Linked DNA regions of Sus scrofa: region 1 is linked to region 2. The links are chromatin contacts, called in public targeted proximity ligation maps. All regions are on one chromosome and are shown on one strand. The core of a region is the stretch at or near the end of the contact, and the rest is flanking DNA. Distances in the headings are between cores, read along the strand shown. Region 1 holds the start of KIF3C (kinesin-like protein KIF3C). Region 2 overlaps RAB10 (RAB10, member RAS oncogene family).

The links.
Region 1: a contact with region 2 is called in a targeted proximity ligation map of alveolar macrophages. A contact is called at or near these places in 3 of 5 promoter capture datasets (fetal liver and liver), 14 of 47 Hi-C or Micro-C datasets (blood, brain, embryonic fibroblasts and 8 more) and 2 of 2 datasets of targeted methods (alveolar macrophages and skeletal muscle).

What each region holds. Positions count from the first base shown.
Region 1 is chr3:112,960,853-112,966,594 of Sscrofa11.1, reverse strand. KIF3C (kinesin-like protein KIF3C) reads right to left here and starts at 3,171. Exons shown (of 11, transcript XM_021087735.1): 1 at 2,887-3,171. It overlaps LOC106509872 (a long non-coding RNA gene), which reads right to left. Exons shown (of 4, transcript XR_001307824.2): 4 at 3,833-4,771.
Region 2 is chr3:112,841,036-112,846,861 of Sscrofa11.1, reverse strand. RAB10 (RAB10, member RAS oncogene family) reads left to right here. Exons shown (of 6, transcript NM_001243060.1): 6 at 2,154-4,672. The coding sequence ends at 2,237. Among named protein-coding and RNA genes, the nearest start is that of GAREM2, 26 kb to the right of the region's middle.

The DNA of each region.
Region 1 (5,742 bases), core at 1,922-4,421, 120 kb before region 2:
TTCTATAGCCTTAGTTTTTCTTCATAGCACTTACCACAATATGCCATTCTACATGGGTCAATGTCTGATTTACATTAGCTTCCCATTAGAAGGTGGGCCCCAGGACAGAATTTTATTCTGTAGCCCAGTGCCTAGAAATATACCTGGTTCACTACAAGCCCCCAGCAGACATTTGTTTGATGGATAATGAGTGAATGAAGTTATCAAAAGCCTTCAGGACCATCGTTTTGTTTGGTTGGTTGGTTTTAAAGGCTGCACCTGTGGCCTATGGATGTTCCCAGGCTAAGGGTCAAATCAGAGCTGCAGCTGCCGGCCTACACCACAGCCATAGCAGCATGGAATCTGCGACCTACACCACAGCTCACAGCAATGCTGGATCCTTAATCCACTGAGCGAGGCCAGGGATCGAACCCACGTCCTCATGGACATAGTTGGATTCGTTACTGCTCAGCCACTATGGGAACTCCTAAGTTATTTTTTATTGTTTCAGGTCGAACCATATGAAATCACCATTAGGTTTAATTATTAGGTTAAAATGGTTGAATATTGCCAATTTCACATAGTTCAGTGGAATAAAATACATACTCGGAAAGTCGCATTACATAAATATACCACTTAAAGAATTAGCCTAGGAAGTTCCTGTTGTGGCTTAGCAGTAACAAATAGTGTCCAAGAGGATGAGAGTTCCATCCCTGGCCTCACTCAGTGGGTTAAAGATCTGGCCTAGAGCTGTGGTATAGGTGGAAGAAGCAGATCAGATTCCATGCTGCTGTGGCTGTGACTGTGGCTGGCAGCTACAGTTCCAGTTCAGCCCATAGCCTGGGAACTTCAATATGCTTCAGTCTTGGCCCTAAAAAAAAAAAAAAAAAAAAAAAAAAAAGGCAATAACAACAAAAAGAATTAGCCTAAAACCACATCTGAGTACCCGCCACCCAAGGTCAAAAATAGAATATTTCCAGCATCCCAGAGACTCTGCAGGACCCTCTGTGGTCACAATCCCTTCCTTCCTCTCTAAGGGAACCTCTCTCCTGGCTTTCATGGTAATCACTTGTTTCTTTTACCATCTAAAGATTATTATTTTATTTTGTCCATTTTTGAGCTTTTCACAAACTCATACAGTGTGTATTTTTTCGTGTCTGACTTTTTTCCGGTCTCTTTTATCTGAGAGAGCCATCCAAAATACTGTGTCAGGCTGTTGTTCATCCATTACTACAGTGTAATATGTCACTGTGTGAATGTACCACCTGTCATTTTTTCTTGATGGACGTGTGGGTTGTATCCAGTTTGGGGGTTTTTTTTGTTTTTTTGTTTTTTTTTTTTTGTCTTTTTAGGGCTGTACCCACAGCATAAGGAGGTTCCTAGGCTAGGGGTCGTTATCTGAGCTATAGCTGCTGGCCTACACCACAGCCACAGCAACTCAGGATCCAAGCCATGTCTGCAACCTACACCACAGCTCACAGCAACGCAGGATCCTTAATCCACTGACAGAGGCCAGGGATGGAACTCGCATCCTCATGGATACTAGTTGCGTTTGTTACTGCTGAGCCACAATGGGAACTCCAGTTTGGGGTTTTTATAAGGTATGTCACTATGAACATTCTTGTTCATACCGCCTATGCCCACTAGCCACATTTCCGTTGCCCATATACCCGGGGGTGTGATTGCCAGGTCATAGGGAATGCAAATTTTCAACATCAGTTAAAAATGTCTAAGAGTGTTCCAAAGTGGGAATAACAAGATGCACTGCCAGCAGTGTATGACAGTTCCAGGACCAGCTCAGGTCAGAACAAACACTTAATATTGGCATTCTTACTTTTAGATATTTGGTATCTCATTATAAGATTTTTTGCTTTTGTTTTTGCGACATCCGTGGCATGTAGAAGTTCCCAGGCCGGGGATCGAACCCTTGACCCAAGCCGCTGGAGTAACAACACCGGATCCTTAACCTGTTGTGCAACAAGCGAACTCCTCACCGAGGTTTTAACTTGGACTTTCCTGACAACAAATACAATTGAGCAACTTTTACGTTAGGACACGACCTTTCTGCGTCTTCTTTTGTGAATTGCCCCTTCAAGTCTCTTGGTCACTTTTCTACTGCATTGCCTGTCTTTTCCTTGCTGCTTTTTAAGAGTTTTTTTTTTTTAGTTCTTTTGTATTTTGGCTTTGAGCCTTTTGCTGCTTATATGCGATGCAAGCATTTTCACTGTGGTTTGACATTTCATTCTGCTCGTGGTACCTTTTCATAACCCAATTCCTTAATGGTCCTATAGACACATTTATCCGTCTTTTTCTGTGACTAGCACTTGTTATGTTTTGCTTAAAAATCTTTCTTCTACCCCAAGGTCATAAAGACACTCTATATTACTTTCTAGAAGCTATATTGTTGTGAACAGGTACTTACATTTATGATTTATTTATTTATATTTTTTTAATTTTTAATTTTTTTGGTCTTTTTGCCATTTCTTGGGCCGCTCCAGCGGCATATGGAGGTTCCCAGGCTAGGGGTCGAATCGGAGCTGTAGCCTCCGGCCTATGCCAGAGCCACAGCAACGCGGGATCCGAGCCGCGTCTGCAACCTACACCACAGCTCACAGCAAAGCTGGATCCTTAACCCACCGAGCAAGGGCAGGGACCGAACCCGCAACCTCATGGTTCCTAGTCGGATTCGTTAACCACTGCACCACGACGGGAACTCCTATGATTTATTTTCTATCACACCCCCTATTGCACAGTTAGGCTGTCTCTGTTTTTTGTTTTTTGGGGTTTTTTTTTAACTATTATAAATGTCATGGGAACAATTCCCATCACTCTTCTCAGCCTCATTCAGCCCCTCTGGGACTCAGGGAAGGGAAGTGGAGGTCGTGGTGGGACCGAGGTATTGCTGACCTGGCGTGCTCTCACTGCCGCCTTGCTCTCTCTTCAACTCCAGATCGTCTCTGCCGCCCCGGGCCTTCTCTCTGGAATGCTTGTCATCATTATGGATGGACGAGAGTGGAGGTTCCTACAGCAGAAATTCAGGAGACCTGAGTTGAAGCCAAACTCGGGCCACCGAGGCTTTGACCTTGACAGCAAACGCGCCCCAATCTCTCGGCCTTGTCTGGCTCGTGTGTGGAGTGGGGCGCAGCGGCCCACATCTCCAGACAGCCGGTCTGGTGCCCTTTCCCCTGACTCCACCACCACCAATCAGCAGTCAGACCCAGGGCCTGGCTTGTGCATCCTGGAATGTTGCAGAGGCGGTTTCCTGGTGTGATTCACTAACTGCAAGTCTGACCGGAGACCGACTTAGAGGAGGGGGAGGCGGGTGTCCTCAGCCTGGAGGCTTCCTCAGAGCCTCCCAGCCCCCAGAGATCTGGACTTTCGGAGTTCATTTCGTCTCTTAACTGGGCGCCCCCCACCCCCACCCCCGGCCTGCGCCCCCGCCCCCTCCTTGAGAGGGTGCTCGCCCCGCCCATCCGCTGCGCTGTTCTTTTCCCATGGGCTGCTGTCCCTGCAGCTGTGAGCAGCTCCAGGTCAGGGAGCAGGCCTGTGTTTCTGTGCTTGCGCTGCCCCAGCGGCTGGATGGCGTGGAGGGAGCCATCCCATGTCATCTGAGCAGCGCAAGGCACTGGCACACTTTGTAGCCAGACTCAGCCCTGGAGGCCCAGCTCTGGCCTGACTCTTGGCTGACCACTGTCACAGAGGAGGGACAAAGGAACCTGGGCAACCTCCTGTGGGCCTGGGTGCGTAGATTTTCCAAACCCAAGCTTCTCTCGCTGTCAAAAGCTCAAGTGTACCCTGAAATAGCGCCACCCAGAGCCCATGCTAACTCCCATGAGGAAGTTAATCCCCTAAGAAGACCCTGCCTGTACCCTCTGAGAGGTTTAGAATCTAAAAGAACAACAGCTGGTACATGCTGGGGGCAGAGCGGCTCCAGCAGCTGGGAGCAGGCCCCAGGCTGCAGTCAGGAAACCTGAGCTCAGGCCTGGCTCTGCCACCACGCGCCCCGTGATACTGGGCCTTCTGGTGACTTCACCCTTCGGAGCCTGTGTCCTTATATGCCCAGCAAGGGGTAGCCCTGCCTGGCCACTGCACCGAGATGTGGCACCACAAATAACAATATACATGTAAAAGTGCTTTGAAAGGCATCAAGTGTTATAATGACATAAAGGATTATTAGAAAGAAAAGCACTGAGAGATGAAGGAGGCGGGCTTCTGACACTTCTCAAGGTAGTTTACTCAGTAGTAGGAGCAATCCCTTACTTGTTCAGCACTGGATAATTCACAAAGGTTTCTAGGCTCTTTATCTCACCTGAGCCTCCCAGTAAGGCAGGCAGGACAGGGCGCATTCTCCCCATTCACTGCCCAGGCCAAGAACAGGAGGCTTAGACGGTCATTTTCCCATGGTCCTAGAGTCACAGACCGGGGACCAAACCCCGCTTCGTGCAGTGCTCTATGCTCCTTACGAAGAGCCCATTATGGTACCCCCCACCCCCTCCCCCTGATTCAGTTGCTGCAACCCCATGGGGCAATTTCCCACAGGGCTGTGTGAACACATCCTAGCAGGCCCCAGAAACCTCCTATAACTGGAAGGGGTGGGGAGAGACGGGGAGAGGTGTGAAGGGGGGAGTGATTATCCAACGAGCAATGGGAAGTTATTCAAAGGTTTTACGTTCAGGGCTGGGCTTTTAAAAAACAATGCTTTCTTCTCCACCTCCTCCTTCTACTCCTCTTCTCTTTCCCCCATCTTCTTCCTCCTTTTCTTCTATATTGTTCATTTACTTTATATAATTCCCTAGGAAGAGAAAGAAAGGAAAATTCTGAGCCCTTCCATCACCTGGGCCCTTGGGTGGTCAGCCAGCTGGAGCCCTGACGGGCTGGCTCCTTGGATTTATAGGATGCCGGCATCTGGCCCAGAACTCAGGGTCTGGCTCAGAGACTCCCTGCTTCACGGGACAGTTCTGGGAGCTTCATGCTCCAGGAGGAAGGCCAGGATTCAGCGAAGGAGTATGATGTAGCGGTCTTGTGCCCAGGCTGCTGGCCTCCCCAAAGGCTGCAACCGGTCCCCTGGTCCCTCCCTGGCCCTCTGGGAAGGGCCTTGCCTCGAGAACTGCCTGAAGTCGCCAGAACCTGAGATTCTGGCAGCGTGCCCTTCTCTGCTGGGTGCCTGCCATTCCGAGTTACACACTCCCCAGGCCACTAGCAAATGGCCAGGTGACTGATGTGTACATCCTGGGGTGCCCCTCCAGGCTGTCTGGCCCCCTTCCTCCCCAGCTTCCTTAGGCTACTGACCTAACTTCCTTCCCATTTGTCTGTGTTGCATGTAGATCGCATGCCTGGCAGCTGAGTCCCTAGTCAGAGGCTTTGGGGAAGATGTGAACAGAAAGAGCAAGTACGTGTGCACATGAGTGTGTGGCATCTTAAGAGGAATAAATAGACAGTGTCTCTGTAGGGAAGTTCTGCCTAGTGGATCTTGTTCAATATCATATCCTCGGCCCCAGACAAAAAGTTGGTGCTTAACAAATATTCTTTGAATGAATGAACAATGAATGACCGAAACAAGATTAGAGCTGGGAGTATCTGTTGCCTAGATATGGTGACCAGAAAGTCCTTGGAGACCTTGCAGCGTGCTTCTAAGGGGGGCCAGCTGGGCAGGCCTGCTGCTGAGGGTGGAGGAGTGCGGAGACGGTGAGCCAGGGAGCGTGGGCAGCTTTTAAGGAGTTTGAAGTGAAGGAATGGAGGCGTAGGGCAGTTGGAGGGGGGCTG
Region 2 (5,826 bases), core at 2,027-4,526:
TTTTTTTGTCTTTTTGTCTTTTTTGGGCCGCTCCTGCGGCATATGGAGGTTCCCAGGCTAGGGGTCGAATCGGAGCTGTAGCCACCGGCCTACGCCAGAGCCACAGCAACGCAGGATCCGAGCCGCGTCTGCAACCTACACCACAGCTCACGGCAACGCCGGATCGTTAACCCACTGAGCAAGGGCAGGGACCGAACCCGCAACCTCATGGTTCCTAGTCGGATTCGTTAACCACTGCGCCACGACGGGAACTCCTCCATTTTTCTTTCTCAGGATGGCTTTGGCTGTTCTGGGTCTTTTGTGCTTCCAAACAAACTTTAAAATATTTTGTTTGAGTTCTGTGAAGAACGTTCTTGGTAATTTGATAGGGATTGCATTGAATCTGTAGATTGCCTTGGGTAGTACAATCATTTTGATAATATTGATTCTTCCAATCCAAGAGCATGGTGTATCTTTCCACCTATTTGTGTCATCTTTGATTTCTTTCATCATCATCTTACAGTTTTCAGAGTCCAGGTCTTTTATCTCTTTAGGTAGGTTTATTCCTAAGTATTTTATTCTTTTTGATGTGATGGTAAATGCGATTGTTTCCCTAATTTCTCTTTCTGATCTTTTGTTGTTAGTGTATAGAATAAGTTTCTAGGAGTTCCCGTCGTGGCGCAGTGGTTAACGAATCCGACTAGGAACCATGAGGTTGTGGGTTCGGTCCCTGCCCTTGCTCAGTGGGTTAAGGATCTGGCGTTGCCGTGAGCTGTGGTGTAGGTTGCAGACGCGGCTTGGATCCCGCGTTGCTGTGGCTCTGGCGTAGGCCAGTGGCTACAGCTCCGATTCAACCCCTAGCCTGGGAACCTCCATATGCCGAGGGAGCGGCCCAAGAAATAGCAACAACAGCAACAACAAAAAGACAAAAGACAAAAAAAAAAAAGAACAAGAACAGAAAAAAGCTCATCTATGGTGATAGAAATCAGAGTATCAGTTACCTCCAGGAGGGGTAGTACTGACCGGAAAGGGACACGAGGGAGCTTTTTAGGGGCATATTATGTTCTATATTTTGACCTGGTGGTTTCACAGCATATACTGGAAATCTTTCAAGTGCAGTTAAGATTTATACACTTTACCATAGATACACTATCCCTAAAGTAAATTTTGCTTTCACATGTATAGTATAGACTGTCCACTGAAAATAGTATATTCTTTTGACTGTATAAGTAATGTTTAGGATGTTGGGGGAAATACAGGATTGTACAAAGAGGAAAGTAAAAAATCATTCATAAACCTGTTACCTAAGGTTACTTCTGTTAACATTTTGGTGTCTCTCATTTTTATTTTTTTCCCATATCCATTTTTAACACGAATTATACGGCTTTGCATTCTGTCCCACCCAGTTTCCTCCACTTAAAGTTAGTACACCATAGTTAATATTGACTTTTTAAAGCAATGCTCCAGTAATACAAGCTCCACAGTCTCAAAAGACAAGTGAAACTAAACAAAAGAGGGCTGTTTTACTTCTCTGAAGTTAGACATGATCCAACATTGGTTTTACACATAAGCTTGCTGATGTACTTTTTAAGTACTAAGTACTTCTACCCCTGAGTACCTGGGGTCAGGGGTGGAAGATGACATACCTCTCTAACCAAGAGTTAGAGCAGAGAAGATTTCAGAAGTTCTGCAGAGGGGAGTTCCCATTGTGGCTCAGCGGAAACGAATCTGACTAATATCCATGAGGACCCAGGTTTGATCCCTGGCCTCACTTGGTGGGTTTAGGATCCTGCATTGCTGTGAGCTGTGTGTAGGTCACAGGTGAGGCTCTGATCTGGCCTCGCTGTGGCTATGGGGTAGCCAAGTGGCTACAGCTCCTGTTCATTCCCTAGCCTGGGAACCTCCATATGCCGTGGGTGTTAAAAAGACAAAAAAAAGTTCTGCAGAGGGAAGCCAGGAGGCTTCTGGACATTTCACATCTGGGAAGAAAGGGGGAAAATGAAGATCGAAAACAAAGCTTCTATTTCTTTACTTTGCATGGGGGAAAAAACCTATCTCCTGTGACTGTAATTGCATTTTGTTACGTAAGCTAACATTTATGAAAGTATTTCTGTTGAATCTTGATTGATCCATGGCAGTGTTTTTTCATGGGTTGCTTTCCTTGTTTGTTCCAGACCCCTGTAAAAGAGCCCAACAGTGAGAACGTAGATATCAGCAGTGGAGGAGGCGTGACAGGCTGGAAGAGCAAATGCTGCTGAGCGCTCTCCTGTTCCATCAGTCGCCATCCACCACCCTGTGTTCTCTTCTTGCTGCAAAATAAACCACTCTGTCCATTTTTAACTCTAAATAGATATTTTTGTTCCTCATCTTAACTCCAATCCACCTATTTTATTTGTTCTTTCATCCGTGACTGCTTGCTGACTTTATAATTTTCTTCAAACAAAAAAATGTATAGAAAAATCATGTCTGTGAGTTCATTTTTAAATGTACTTGCTCAGCTCACCACTGCATTTCAGTTGTATTATAGTCCAGTTCTTATCAACATTAAAAACGATAGCAATCATTTCAACTCTATTCTGCAAATTGTATAAGAATAAAAGTTAGAATTAACAATTTTATTTTGTACAACAGTGGAATTTTCTGTCATGGATAATGTGCTTGAGTCCCTATAATCTATAGACATGTGATAGCAAAAGAAACAAAAGCCAGGAAAACACTCATTTTTTGCCTTGAATATGTAAATGGGGTTAATTTTGTCCTGTGCCTTATGTGGAAAGGAAGTTCTTTGGTTTTTCCTCTTTCTGTTTTGGTGGAAGCATGTGCAGGAGACATATCATCGAAACATAAAGCATTAAAATGTTTGTGGTTTGCTTGGCTGTAATTTTCAAAGTAGTTAATTGAGGACAAAGGGTAATGCAGAAATGATAGCTTTGGTTTGCTGAGTCTCATTTTCAGTGGCCTTGATATTTAAAACTATTCCTGCCACCAGTTCTTTTCCTTGGCCACGTCTTCCTTGTGTCTCTTCCTGCATGCTGCTTTATTTGCTTCTCCCCCACCACTCTGTGGTATGGGTTATTTAAAAATGAAAGAGTCAAACTAGTAGGTTTGTCAAGTTTAACATAAAGCACTGATTTAAATTGCTAAGTAAACTGAAAGATAAATTCTAACTGCCTCCTCTCAAATGTCAGTTAACTATGTCCCCTCCTCATTTTCTCTCTCCCCTAATGCTTCTGTCCCAGATTCCTTCATATGCTGTTCGACTTCATGTTCCTCTTCTCCTTCCCTTTTTTGTTTCCTTCCTGTCTCTCCATTGAGTTTATGAAATGGAAGAGTTAATTGCATGCACTAGTGTTTGGAGGGTGTTGTGGTTTGTCTTTCTAATTAGGTGTATCGCCTATTCACTTTCCTAGAATAAATCTCTTAACCTAAATTTGAGTAGTCTCCATTTTGGCAACTCCTCTAGCAGTTTGGTAGCCCGGTAAAGGTTGTTTAAATAAGGTGGGAAGGAGGAGTGAAATTCATTAACATGTTTGCCAAATATCTTGAGATTTGGCCTTTGAAGAACACTTTTTCAGTGTTAAGTTGTCTTTACCTTAAGATTTAGAAGTACTTTAGATTATTATTAATTTTAAGTCCTATCTTCACATCCCTTTGAAAAACTTGTATTACCATGGATTTGGGAAAAGGACAACAAAGGCTTTTCATGTAAAGATAAGATACTCTAGCTCTCTCTCATCCTGTCCTTTTTTCACTTCATTTCTCTAGTTTTGCTTCATTGCTTATCATTAGGATAGGGTAAGTTACGTTTGCTCTGCTGCTAGCATCCTAAGATGATACCTTTGTTGAAATAATTGTGAATAGCATGATTCATTTCTAGCAGAGGCTGAGTTTAGGACAGCAGCTTCCATTGAAAAGTCTTTCTGTATCGTGGGTAGCATTTTAATGCCCTCTGGCTCACAGAAACAACATAGGGACATATCTGCTCTGAACAACCATGAATTTTTCAGATAGTGCCCTAAAAACAATTTTATATGCCTCACTGGTTATTGTTGTTGTTAGGTTTCCCCCTCACTTGACTTTATCATTGTTTACTACTAGTAAAAGCAGCATTGCCAAATAATCCTTAATTTTCCACTAAAAATAACAAATGATGTTAAGCTTCTCAGCAAAACGTTTTAGGTTAAATCTGCTGTTGGTTAGATCAGTTTTAATGTGTTGCTTTCCTGTATCTGGAATGTGGCAGTAGCTTTTTTATTTTTAACCCTCCTTAATCCTTATTCAATTCAGTGACTTAAGGTTTGAGAGCTAAACACTGGGATTTTTGGGTAACAGACTGACAGTTTTGTTGTTTGCGTAATTATAATCGGCATTGTACATAGAAAGGATATGGCTACCTTTTGTTAAATCTGCACTTTCTAAATATCAAAAAAAGGGAAATGGAGTAAAAATCAATTTTTGTATAACCTGTTTGAAACATGAATTTTATTTGCTTAATATTAGGGCTTTGCCCCTTTTTCTGTAAGTCTCTTGGGATCCTGTGTAGAAGCTGTTCTCATTAAACACCAAACAGTTAAGTCCATTCTCTGGTACTAGCTACAAATTCGGTTTCATATTCTACTTAACAATTTAAATAAACTGAAATATTTCTAGATGGTCTACTTCTGTTCATATAAAAACAAAACTTGATTTCCAACTGTGTGGCTTGGTTTTCATTTGTTTACGGAGTTTAAAATGAAGGATTCCTTCTGAAAATAGTGCAGAATAGCATACTGGATATTCGAGGGGCAGAAATAGAAGGGGAATAATTTTTTTCAACCTAGGGAAAGCTGAGAAGGCAATTTCAAGAGCTGTCTTTGGAAGAAACTGCCTTTAAAAAGCAGAATCATCCTGGGGTCAGAGAGCACAACCACAGTCACTCCACAGCCAACAGTATAGAACATGCCCGAAGGCCAACTGCAGCTGAGGTCAGCTCCTTACCCGGGTGAGACACCGGGTAAGGCAGCCATTGCTGGCGGATGAATCCTTGTTGGAGCAGTGACTGTCCTCTCACCTGACAAATGGAGTGTTTCCTTTTTTGTGAGCCATGAGCAACAACTTTGGCTCTTTTAATGTGCATTGCTGGTGCAAGAAATGTTTGATTCTGTATTAAGGACTTATTAATAAATAAGGTAAATATTTGTTTGCAAAATCATCTCTGCTGGAAGGATATATAGAGGTTTTCTTATACTGCAGGGGTTTCTATTTGGGCCACAACCGAGATTTAGGGAAGTTTCCAGGCCAGGGATCGAACCCACACTACAGCAATGATACCACCAGATCCTTAACCACTAGGCCATCAGGGAATTCCAACACTGCAGTTCTTATAAACCTGGAGGGGCTTTTTGTTTGGTTTTTGGCTTTTTAGGGTGGTACCTACAGCACATGGACGTTCCCAGGCTAAGGGCCAAATGCCAGATCGAAGCCTCATCTGCGGCCTACGCCACAGCTCACGGCAATGTCAGATCCTTAACCCACTGAGCAAGGCCAGGGATTGAACCCATGTCCTTGTGCATACTAGTCAGATTCATTACCACTCAGCCACAATGGAATCGCGAAACCTAATTTTTAATGCTTCCCTGTATACTTCCATCAACATACTTTGTGAATCTAGGGTGGGGCCTGTTATTCTGCCTTTTTTCTTTTTTTTTTTTTTTTGCTATTTCTTGGGCTGCTCCCGTGGCATATGGAGGTTCCCAGGCTAGGGGTCAAATTGGAGCTGTAGCTGCCGGCCTACACCAGAGCCACGGCAACGTGGGATCCGAGCCGCGTCTGCAACCCACACCACAGCTCATGGCAACGCCAGATCGG